3 separate regions of the Mus musculus genome follow, and all the other regions are linked to region 2. The links are chromatin contacts, called in public ChIA-PET and Hi-C maps. All regions are on one chromosome and are shown on one strand. The core of a region is the stretch at or near the end of the contact, and the rest is flanking DNA. Distances in the headings are between cores, read along the strand shown.

The links. A called contact is a pair of places that touch in the nucleus more often than the background predicts. ChIA-PET counts read pairs in DNA pulled down with a chosen protein or histone mark.
Region 1: an RNA polymerase II ChIA-PET map of memory CD8 T cells shows a contact between it and region 2, with 109 read pairs. The contact joins the enhancer-like site here to the promoter of Hs3st3b1 in region 2. A contact is called at or near these places in 2 of 39 promoter capture datasets (hematopoietic stem and progenitor cells and hippocampal neurons), 6 of 484 Hi-C or Micro-C datasets (CD4 T cells, CD8 T cells, Th1 cells and 1 more), 5 of 115 datasets of contacts at active chromatin or transcription factors (Th17 cells, embryonic forebrain, embryonic stem cells and 2 more) and 3 of 9 other capture datasets (adipose tissue, liver and macrophages).
Region 3: a contact with region 2 is called in a Hi-C map of myocytes, with 2.8 times the contacts expected there. The contact joins the enhancer-like site here to the promoter of Hs3st3b1 in region 2. A contact is called at or near these places in 3 of 39 promoter capture datasets (liver and maxillary cranial neural crest), 16 of 484 Hi-C or Micro-C datasets (the N1E-115 cell line, cranial neural crest, embryonic fibroblasts and 7 more) and 1 of 115 datasets of contacts at active chromatin or transcription factors (embryonic limb bud).

What each region holds. Positions count from the first base shown.
Region 1 is chr11:64,115,261-64,117,960 of GRCm38.p6, reverse strand. No RefSeq gene overlaps it. Among named protein-coding and RNA genes, the nearest start is that of 2810001G20Rik, 37 kb to the right of the region's middle. Within about 2 kb of position 1,395, at least 17 of the 459 cell types and tissues checked have an H3K27ac peak or open chromatin away from gene starts, as enhancers often do. A contact at or near this core is called in CD8 T cells, Th1 cells, Th17 cells and 1 more, where this site is marked.
Region 2 is chr11:63,920,968-63,923,667 of GRCm38.p6, reverse strand. Hs3st3b1 (heparan sulfate (glucosamine) 3-O-sulfotransferase 3B1) reads left to right here and starts at 1,384. Exons shown (of 2, transcript NM_018805.2): 1 at 1,384-2,334. The coding sequence starts at 1,781.
Region 3 is chr11:63,780,915-63,783,614 of GRCm38.p6, reverse strand. No RefSeq gene overlaps it. Among named protein-coding and RNA genes, the nearest start is that of Hs3st3b1, 140 kb to the left of the region's middle. Within about 2 kb of position 1,409, at least 19 of the 459 cell types and tissues checked have an H3K27ac peak or open chromatin away from gene starts, as enhancers often do. A contact at or near this core is called in muscle stem cells, myocytes, pancreatic cancer cells and 1 more, where this site is marked.

The DNA of each region.
Region 1 (2,700 bases), core at 146-2,645, 190 kb before region 2:
AGGTACCAAAACTACCCTGACCCACCCTGCTTGGCGGCACCTTTCTTAAGGAGCTTCCACAACGTGAATCTCTCAGCCTCGAAGCAAATTTCATTTTTGGAAACACCTAGAATTTATTCAAAGTCAAGTCTGATGAATAAGATGGTTGACAGAGAATGACATAATTTTTTGGTTTAAAATGAGGTACAATCATGGAACCAGGAGACAGAAGATACGTACTAGCTTGAAAGTCATGCCTGGTGGAAAACTTTACACATTTGGAGCACTGAGTCTTAACTCACTATTTCATTCCCTGGTCATTTCTCTCTCCAAAGGAGGATGTCACATCCCTGATGCTCACTATCCTCCCTCTGGGGGCACTCAATCTTTCAGGACAACCATCGTCCAAGTCAGTGTTGGGAAATGAGTTGAAAGTCTCTACCTTTTCTACTGGGTCTGGAGTCCAACTGCCCTCCATAGCCAATGACCTCAGTTTGTACTTTAATTTGCTGGGCTGTAGCTGATCTCTGAAGCTGACATAGGAGCGCAGCAGCAGCAGCCCCAGCATGCCACACAGTATGGCTCTCTGTTAAGAGATCAGAGCTCTAGAATGTGGCTGGAATGAACACAGGAGGACCAGAAGGTCTTGGGAACTGCCTGTCTGTTCGGGAAACTTAAAAGTAGAGCACTGAGCATCTAGCTGAGCATTGGACAGGTAAATCCCTGTAGATTGGGCTGAGCTTGGAAAAACAGAACAATGCTCCTGACAATAAAATAAAAGGCAGGCAGATGGGGAGACACTGTGAGGCCAGGTTGACTGCCTCTTTCCTTGACCATGCTCAGTATGTGCTGTCGACTAAACCTGCTTCTCACTTGGGCAAACAGTATTAACTGCAAAGTGTGTATGTGTGTGTGTGTGTGTGTGTGTGTGTGTGTGTGTGTGTGTGTCTGCCTGCCTGTCTGTCTGTCTGTCTGTTTGTTGGGCAAAGGGTGGGGCACAAGGAAGGATGAAAAGAGGAGTGGAGGGGAACGCCCAGGAAAAAAATCCTGAAGAAACCACACCCAGCCTCTCCCTCAACCACCAAGGCCGTCAGCAAACCTCAGTGGTCACTTTCATCTCATCAACACATATCTTTTTAGTCTCTTGGGTATCAAATGTGCAGCAGGTATAAGGTGAATCTGGCAGGGGCACAGAAGTCAGTGGAGCATCATCGCTGTCTTCAAGGGACTTGGCACATGTGGCCGTAAGACCCTCACACATACTGTATGGCTGTAGCTGTGAAAAATGGTGATCTTTGAGTTGGTTCTACAAGGATTTTTATTCTTGTCTCTGGCAAACAGAAAGTGTGGAGATTGTTTTGAGACAGCAGCAGAGTCCAGCTTTGGAACCTGAGAGAGAATTAGTTCCATCACACACGCACGCACTAACATTGGATCGGTGATGAACTACACGTACCATGCTGCTCTCATAAGACCTTCCAGTGTTGTCATGCCATCTTAGTTTACAGAAATGTCCTCTGTAATATTCACACAGCAGTCATACAGTTCTCATACAACCATACAATTCTCAGAAGGTATCCCTGTAATTTCATGATGGTATTCCTTAAATGCTTGATGTCCCAGACACTGTACTCTGCCACCTTTACAAGCAAATTGGGGGAGAAGGGATCTGATAAAGCTACTTTGGTTAAATTTACTAAAGTGTTTGGAAATGAAAAGATTCATGAGCTCAAATAGCTTGAGAATGGCTACATAAAACAGATAACAGTAGGATAATTAAACTGATTACGGGTACAGCCAAAACATCGTTTAAAAGACTATTGGGCCATCCCAAAGCATTCTGTGACCCAAATGTAGGGTTTAGTGAAACACAGAAAGGGTCATAAAAGCAATCCTGTTATAACTTTGAGTACTCAAAAGAGGAATTTGTGGTTTGAGTTGAAGATCTGCATTGCAGAAAGTTTCCAAGACCAGGGACAGAGCAAGTCATTTGGAGACTGGGGACAGAGCAGGCAATTTAACACAGCAAGAAAACAGACAAGTCCTTAGACCAAATGAGGAAGGAAAGGAAGAGGCAGCAAGCACATCAGGACAAGCCTTTGCTGTTTTCAATCCCATCACAGACCAAGAAATTCAGAAGCCAAGCTCTCCATGTTTTTACACTGGCTGAATGCTGGTGGACATTACAAGCGGGACATTCCACACCATAAAACTAAGTCTCATGCAAATATTATTTAAATACCATAAAAAGATACAAATAGGCTAGGTGTATAATGAGTATGCAAAACATAAATGAATTTCGAATTTTGTGTTGGACTTGGGACTGGGACCCATCCCTTAGATTTCTCTCTCTCTCTCTCTCTCTCTCTCTCTCTCTCTCTCTCTCTCTCTCTCTCTCTCTGTGTGTGTGTGTGTGTGTGTGTGTGTGTGTGTGTGTGTGTGTGTGTGTGAAATTTTCAAAGCTGAAAACTAGTCTGAACCCTGAAACACGTCTGACCCAAAACTTCTGATCAGTGGCATTAGATCTGTGTGGCAGTCCCTGATCTCTCTTGTCAGTGGTGTTCATTTAGGTCTATCTCACTTTCCTTCCCTCTTTCTATCTAAAACGTATGGTTGCATTTAACGATGATGCTTCTGTTCTTAGCCCATCATGCCCACTAACTCCACAAGAGACGGCGGAGGAAGCAGCCAAGAGCCACACCCAGCACTTGAAACCCAGTA
Region 2 (2,700 bases), core at 135-2,634:
TTCCGCTTCGCCCGCCGGTGCCCACCGGGAAGTGCAAGGCGCCTGTGGCCGCAGAGTGAGTCACCTCCTGCGTCCCCGCGGCCTGCACGGGGGTCGGAAGGAATGAAAATTCTGTCCCGGAACCGCACGCAGCCTGGCGTTGGAGGCCTTTCGGTCTTGCGGAAAATGGATTCCAGGCACCGAAAGGCTCTCAAGCCGCCACTTGGGTGAACGTCCCCATCCCGACTTTCCTAACTCCGATCGCCAGCGCAGAAATTTGGCCAGGCATCAGCGCCCGAGCTTCCCTCACCAGAGCTGACAGTTTCTGAGAAGACCCCTTTCCGGGCCGCCCCCCTGGACAAAGGTGCGAAACAAGGAAGCCTCGGAGTGGATTTTCACCATTAAATAAGTGCTAGTCACTACTCCTGAATTTACCCCATATCAACATTCGACTTAAAAAAAAGTTATTGGGGGAAAACGCCTAGGATTCAGTACAGAGTCATAGGTCAGAAACCCAACCAATCTTCTAAGCAGGGGCGGATGCCGGCTTAATTGTTTGTTCAAGAGAAAGAAGTTAGAACATCTATCAAATTAATGATGCCAAGGAACAGATACCCATATAAAACTCCGACATGTGACTTTAAGTTTCAACTAGTGTCTTTAAACTAAACAACCTTCCTTCTCTCTGTTCACCCCCCAGGCCTTTTCAGGAGAGTTTGGAAAGAGTGAGATAGTGTTTACGTCTGTCCCTATTAAGCGCCAGGCACAGGGAGACCATTCTGGACAATATTGAGAGAGCGGGAAAGTTAGTGACTTCCGCCGAGGTTTTCCCTACTTAAACTTCCTAAATCAGGGTCTGTTGGAGGCCCTTCCCTGAGCCCCGATTATGAAACTGGGTTTGCGGGTGGGGCTGGAAACACGTCTGGTCGGCTTTCCCTCTTCCATCCCTGTCTCTTTTCTGCAGCTTTTACACTCAGGAGCCGGATGGCGGGACCCTTGGATGAGGACTGGCATCTTTGTCACATAGGCAACTATAGCCAAGACTGGCCTCAGAAGCGAGTGTGGAAAAGCGCGCGTGTATAAGAGAGCGCCACTCAACCGGGTGGGACCTCTTTCAGCGTTGGGTCACTCCAGCATCCTCACCATCTGCTCCTGTCACCAGCCGATGGCCTCGCCTCCCTGAACCCGCCCCTTGAATTCTGAAGCCAATAGCAACCCCATACTGCTCTACCCCCCTTCGCGAACCCTTTCCACACCCCCACGTTCCGAGAGACGATTGGCTGTTTCGACTTGGGTGAAGCTCCGGCATTTGCATGCTGCTCGCGCCTCCTGGTAGGTAGCGCAGCCCGTCACTCGGAAGGCCGGGACCGCCCACTCCACCTCAGTGCTGGGCTCTCTTCCTGCGCAGTTCTCCGCCGCAGCCTCAGCGGGCAAGCGCCGGGGCTGCTCTCAATCTCCTGGCTGCGAGGAGGCAGCCCCGGCGAGCTGTCGTGCGCCCCGTCCAGAGTTACTGAGTGCGGGGCACAGCGTAACTGACAGCGCGTCTGCTCACAGTTCCCGTCGCCTGGACTTAGCTTTCCAACCCCGGCTTCTCGTGGGCATCATGTCAAGAGCCGTCGCCGCTGCAACCGCCGCCGCCACCCGGGGAAGAGCCGCAGCCTCGGCAGCCGCGCGCGCAGGAGGGCAATAAACCGAATCACTCCGGGCTCAAAGTGGCAGGGGACCGTCGCGGTGCTCTCTGTTCCGGCGGGACTCCTGCCATGTGCTGAGCCATGCCCCTGGCCGCGCCCGCGGGCCGCGTATGGGGCAGCGCCTGAGCGGCGGCCGGTCCTGTCTCGATGTCCCGGGCCGGTTCCTGCCGCAGCCGCCGCCGCCCCCGCCGCCGGTGAGGAGGAAGCTCGCGCTGCTCTTCGCCATGCTTTGCATCTGGCTGTACATGTTTTTGTACTCGTGCGCCGGCTCCTGTACCGCCGCTCCCGGCCTGCTGCTCCTGGGCTCGGGGTCCCGCGCTACTCACGCTCAGCCAGCCCTGGTCACAGCTCCGAATGAGACATCCCCTAAGATGCCCTTCCGGGCACCTCCGGCCAATTCGCTGGCTGCAGGCAAGGATAAGACAGTAGGCGCTGGGAGCCAGGAGGAGCAGAGTCCAGAGGCGCCGGACTCCCCCAGTCCCATCTCCAGCTTCTTCAGCGGCGCTGGGAGCAAGCAGCTGCCGCAGGCCATCATCATCGGGGTGAAGAAGGGCGGCACGCGGGCATTGCTGGAGTTCCTGCGCGTGCACCCCGACGTGCGCGCCGTGGGCGCCGAGCCCCACTTTTTCGACCGCAGCTACCACAAGGGTCTTGCCTGGTACCGGTGAGTTTCCTCTCCAGGGGCCGCTGCGCCGGCCGTGATCCCGACCGTGAGCCCCCACCGGCCGTTGCGCGTCAGGTGGGGAGGGAAGCAGGGGTACAACTTCCGTCAATTTAGGGCGGGCGGGGACCAAAGTGCGACCGCACATTGCTGGTGGACAGTTGGGGAGAAATCAGATGCTCCGGAGTAGGCTGAGACAGCCACCTACAGAAACTTTTAGCTTGGCACCGTTGGCTGGTATGCTGCGCCCTAGAACCATTTAGGTGATCTCTCCACAAAGACACCCACCCGGCAGCTACTGGGAAAGCGCCGGAGGAACCGGTTACCTTTTGGCTGTGGCCGCATCCCACGCGAATAACTCGGAGTGGT
Region 3 (2,700 bases), core at 160-2,659, 140 kb after region 2:
CTGTTGAGGAGACACCATGACCAAGGCAACTCTTAAAACAGAAATCATTTCATTGGGGCTGGCTTACAGTGCCTCAGGTTGAATCCATTGTCATCATGGTGGTAGCATGGCAGCATGTGTGGTATTGGAGCAGCACCTAAAGCTGCATTCTGATCCCCAGGCAGAGAGCAGAGGGAGAAGGGGAGGGGGAGAGGGAGAGGGAGGGGAGGGAGGAGGGGAAGGGGGAGGGGGAGGAGGAGAGAGGGAGACAGAGAAAGACTGCACCTGCTTTGAAAACCCCCAAACCCACCCCCAATGATACTCTTCCTCCAACAAAGCCACACCTCCTAATCCTTCTAGTTCTATCAAAGAATTCCACTCCTTGATGGCTATTCAAATATATAAGCCTATGGGGGCCACCTTATTCAAACCACCACATCCCCTTACTTATGATCTGTATTTATGGAATAATTATGTTTATTCATGAACTCTGTCCTTGCATTTAGTCATGATGAATGTCTTCTGTTATCTATCTAAACACAGGAAAAATATTCACATTAAATTGTGAAATTGTTTCAAAATGGGTCAATAACTCTGTCAAAGGATGCCATGAAAAACAAAACAAAACAAAACAAAAAACAAAAACAAAAACAAAACAAAACAAAAAAACCTCCACTCATCTTTGCACTAAAATGAGCCAATCAAGGAAAAGACTAAGTTGCATTATGAACCTTTGAAGTGAATGCTAAGCCAGCAATGTGAGGTTGCTGGAGGGCGAAGCTGTTCTGGGAGAAATGCCTCATAGCTTTTACCCTAGTGGTGAAAGGCAATAAAAAGGCTGTCTGATGGGACAGTACTGGGCTGACAGGACACTGTGATTGCACATATGCTCGGAGAGATTAGAGTCAGTTTACGGTCATTAAGACATTAGGCTGCTCTGGAAAATCGGCTCAGTGCTCTGAGCATTTCAGGTGCTTCAGGTTAGCTCTCTGGAGGTCGGAGCAAATGCACAGATTGGCACCCGGCCTCTGTGCTTCTCACGCACCAACGTCGTGCCTTTGATACTCAGTGAAGAATGCACATGTGGAATGGGACCAGACCTCGCCCTTCCCAAGCTTCTGCTCCTTGGTATTTAATTATTATGACTTAGAGGTGACTCAGGCCCAAGGCTTTATTTTTAGCTGGGTCCAGAATTGCTCTGGATGTGGCGGTTAGGACAGCTGCTTGGCTTTGATTATCAGAGTATATGACTAAATTAATTTTTCAAGCCTCAGATGAACAGGTGTGACACTTAAGAGAAACACATTAAGATATATTCAGGTTCGTACGTATAAATAAAAGTCTATATTGCGTTTTCTGTACTTGCCATGCTTGCCCTTTAATGTTCTGGTTCGTGGTGGAACTATTTATGGTTTTAGTCCTACCCGGGAAATATTGACACGAGAACTTGAGCTCCAGCACTCTGAGGTCACATGTCAGACATCCATAGGGGTTTAAAACAGGGCCAAGAAACATTTAACTTCTTCTGGCACTGCCTCCTGAGCACTACTGACATCTCAAGGAGCAGACACATCTGATTTCTGGCTCTTCTTAAAATTACTCTATCTGCTCCGAGATACAAGTTTAAATGAAAAAGCTACAAAGGAAGACGCCCTTGCCAATACTTTCCCCCTTCCTGGTCACATTAAAGACAAGTCTGGGTCTAGGACTGAGTCTTTCATTCTAATGCTTGCTGATCTTCCTGCTTAATGAGACAATAGATTTTAAACTTCGAGTGTTCATCCACAAGTTGAATGTACCAGAATTAGATTATTATTTTTTTGAAGTTTATCAGGACACCTTTGTTCAACAATAGAATATGTATTTGATATTTCTCTTTAATTATTTCTAATATTTCTCTTATTGCATATTTTATTTATTTACATTTCAAATATTATCCCCTTTCCCAATTTCCCCTCTAGAAACCCTGTATCCCATCTTTCCTCCCCCTGCTTCTATGAGGGTGCTCCCCTACCCACCCACCCACTCCTGCCTTCCCGCCCTGGCCTTTCTCTACACTGAGGCATTGAGTCTTCACCAAGGACCTCTTCTCCCATTGATGCCCGACAAGGCCATCCTCTGCTACATATGCAGCTGGATCCATGAGTCCCTCCATGTGTATTCTTTGGTTGGTGGTTTAGTCCCTGGGAGCTCTGGGGCATCTTATTTTTATTTTCTGTGCAAAGGAAGTATTTTCATTATATCCCCTAACTGAAACAATGATGTATATTTGTTATTTTACACAGCCACCATGGGTCAAGAGTGCAGCGTTTTATATAGATTTCTCATTATATGTCTGTTGTAAGATTGTAGTCATGATGTCAGGGAGGGTCATAGTTATCTTATGACTTGGTGGGCTGGAAGATCTAATTCCAAAACGGTACACTCATGTGGGTATTAGGGGGAGGCTTTGGTGCTCAAGAAGGAAGTCTTCACGCTATGCCTTGAGCTCCTAATAGATGTTTCCCCTGGAAAGCAAGGAAAAGACCTCAATGCTTATGCTGGCCAAAGCTTCAAAGCCACACTCCATCTTTTATGCAGTACTTCTCTTGCTCACATGTACGGATCATCCTTTTTCTGCACAGAAAGAGGAACCACACAAGGATGTGTTGCCTGCTGGGAGGCAAGAATCTTGGGGACACTTAGGGAGGCTGACTCTCATGGAACTTGCTGTTTTCCTCT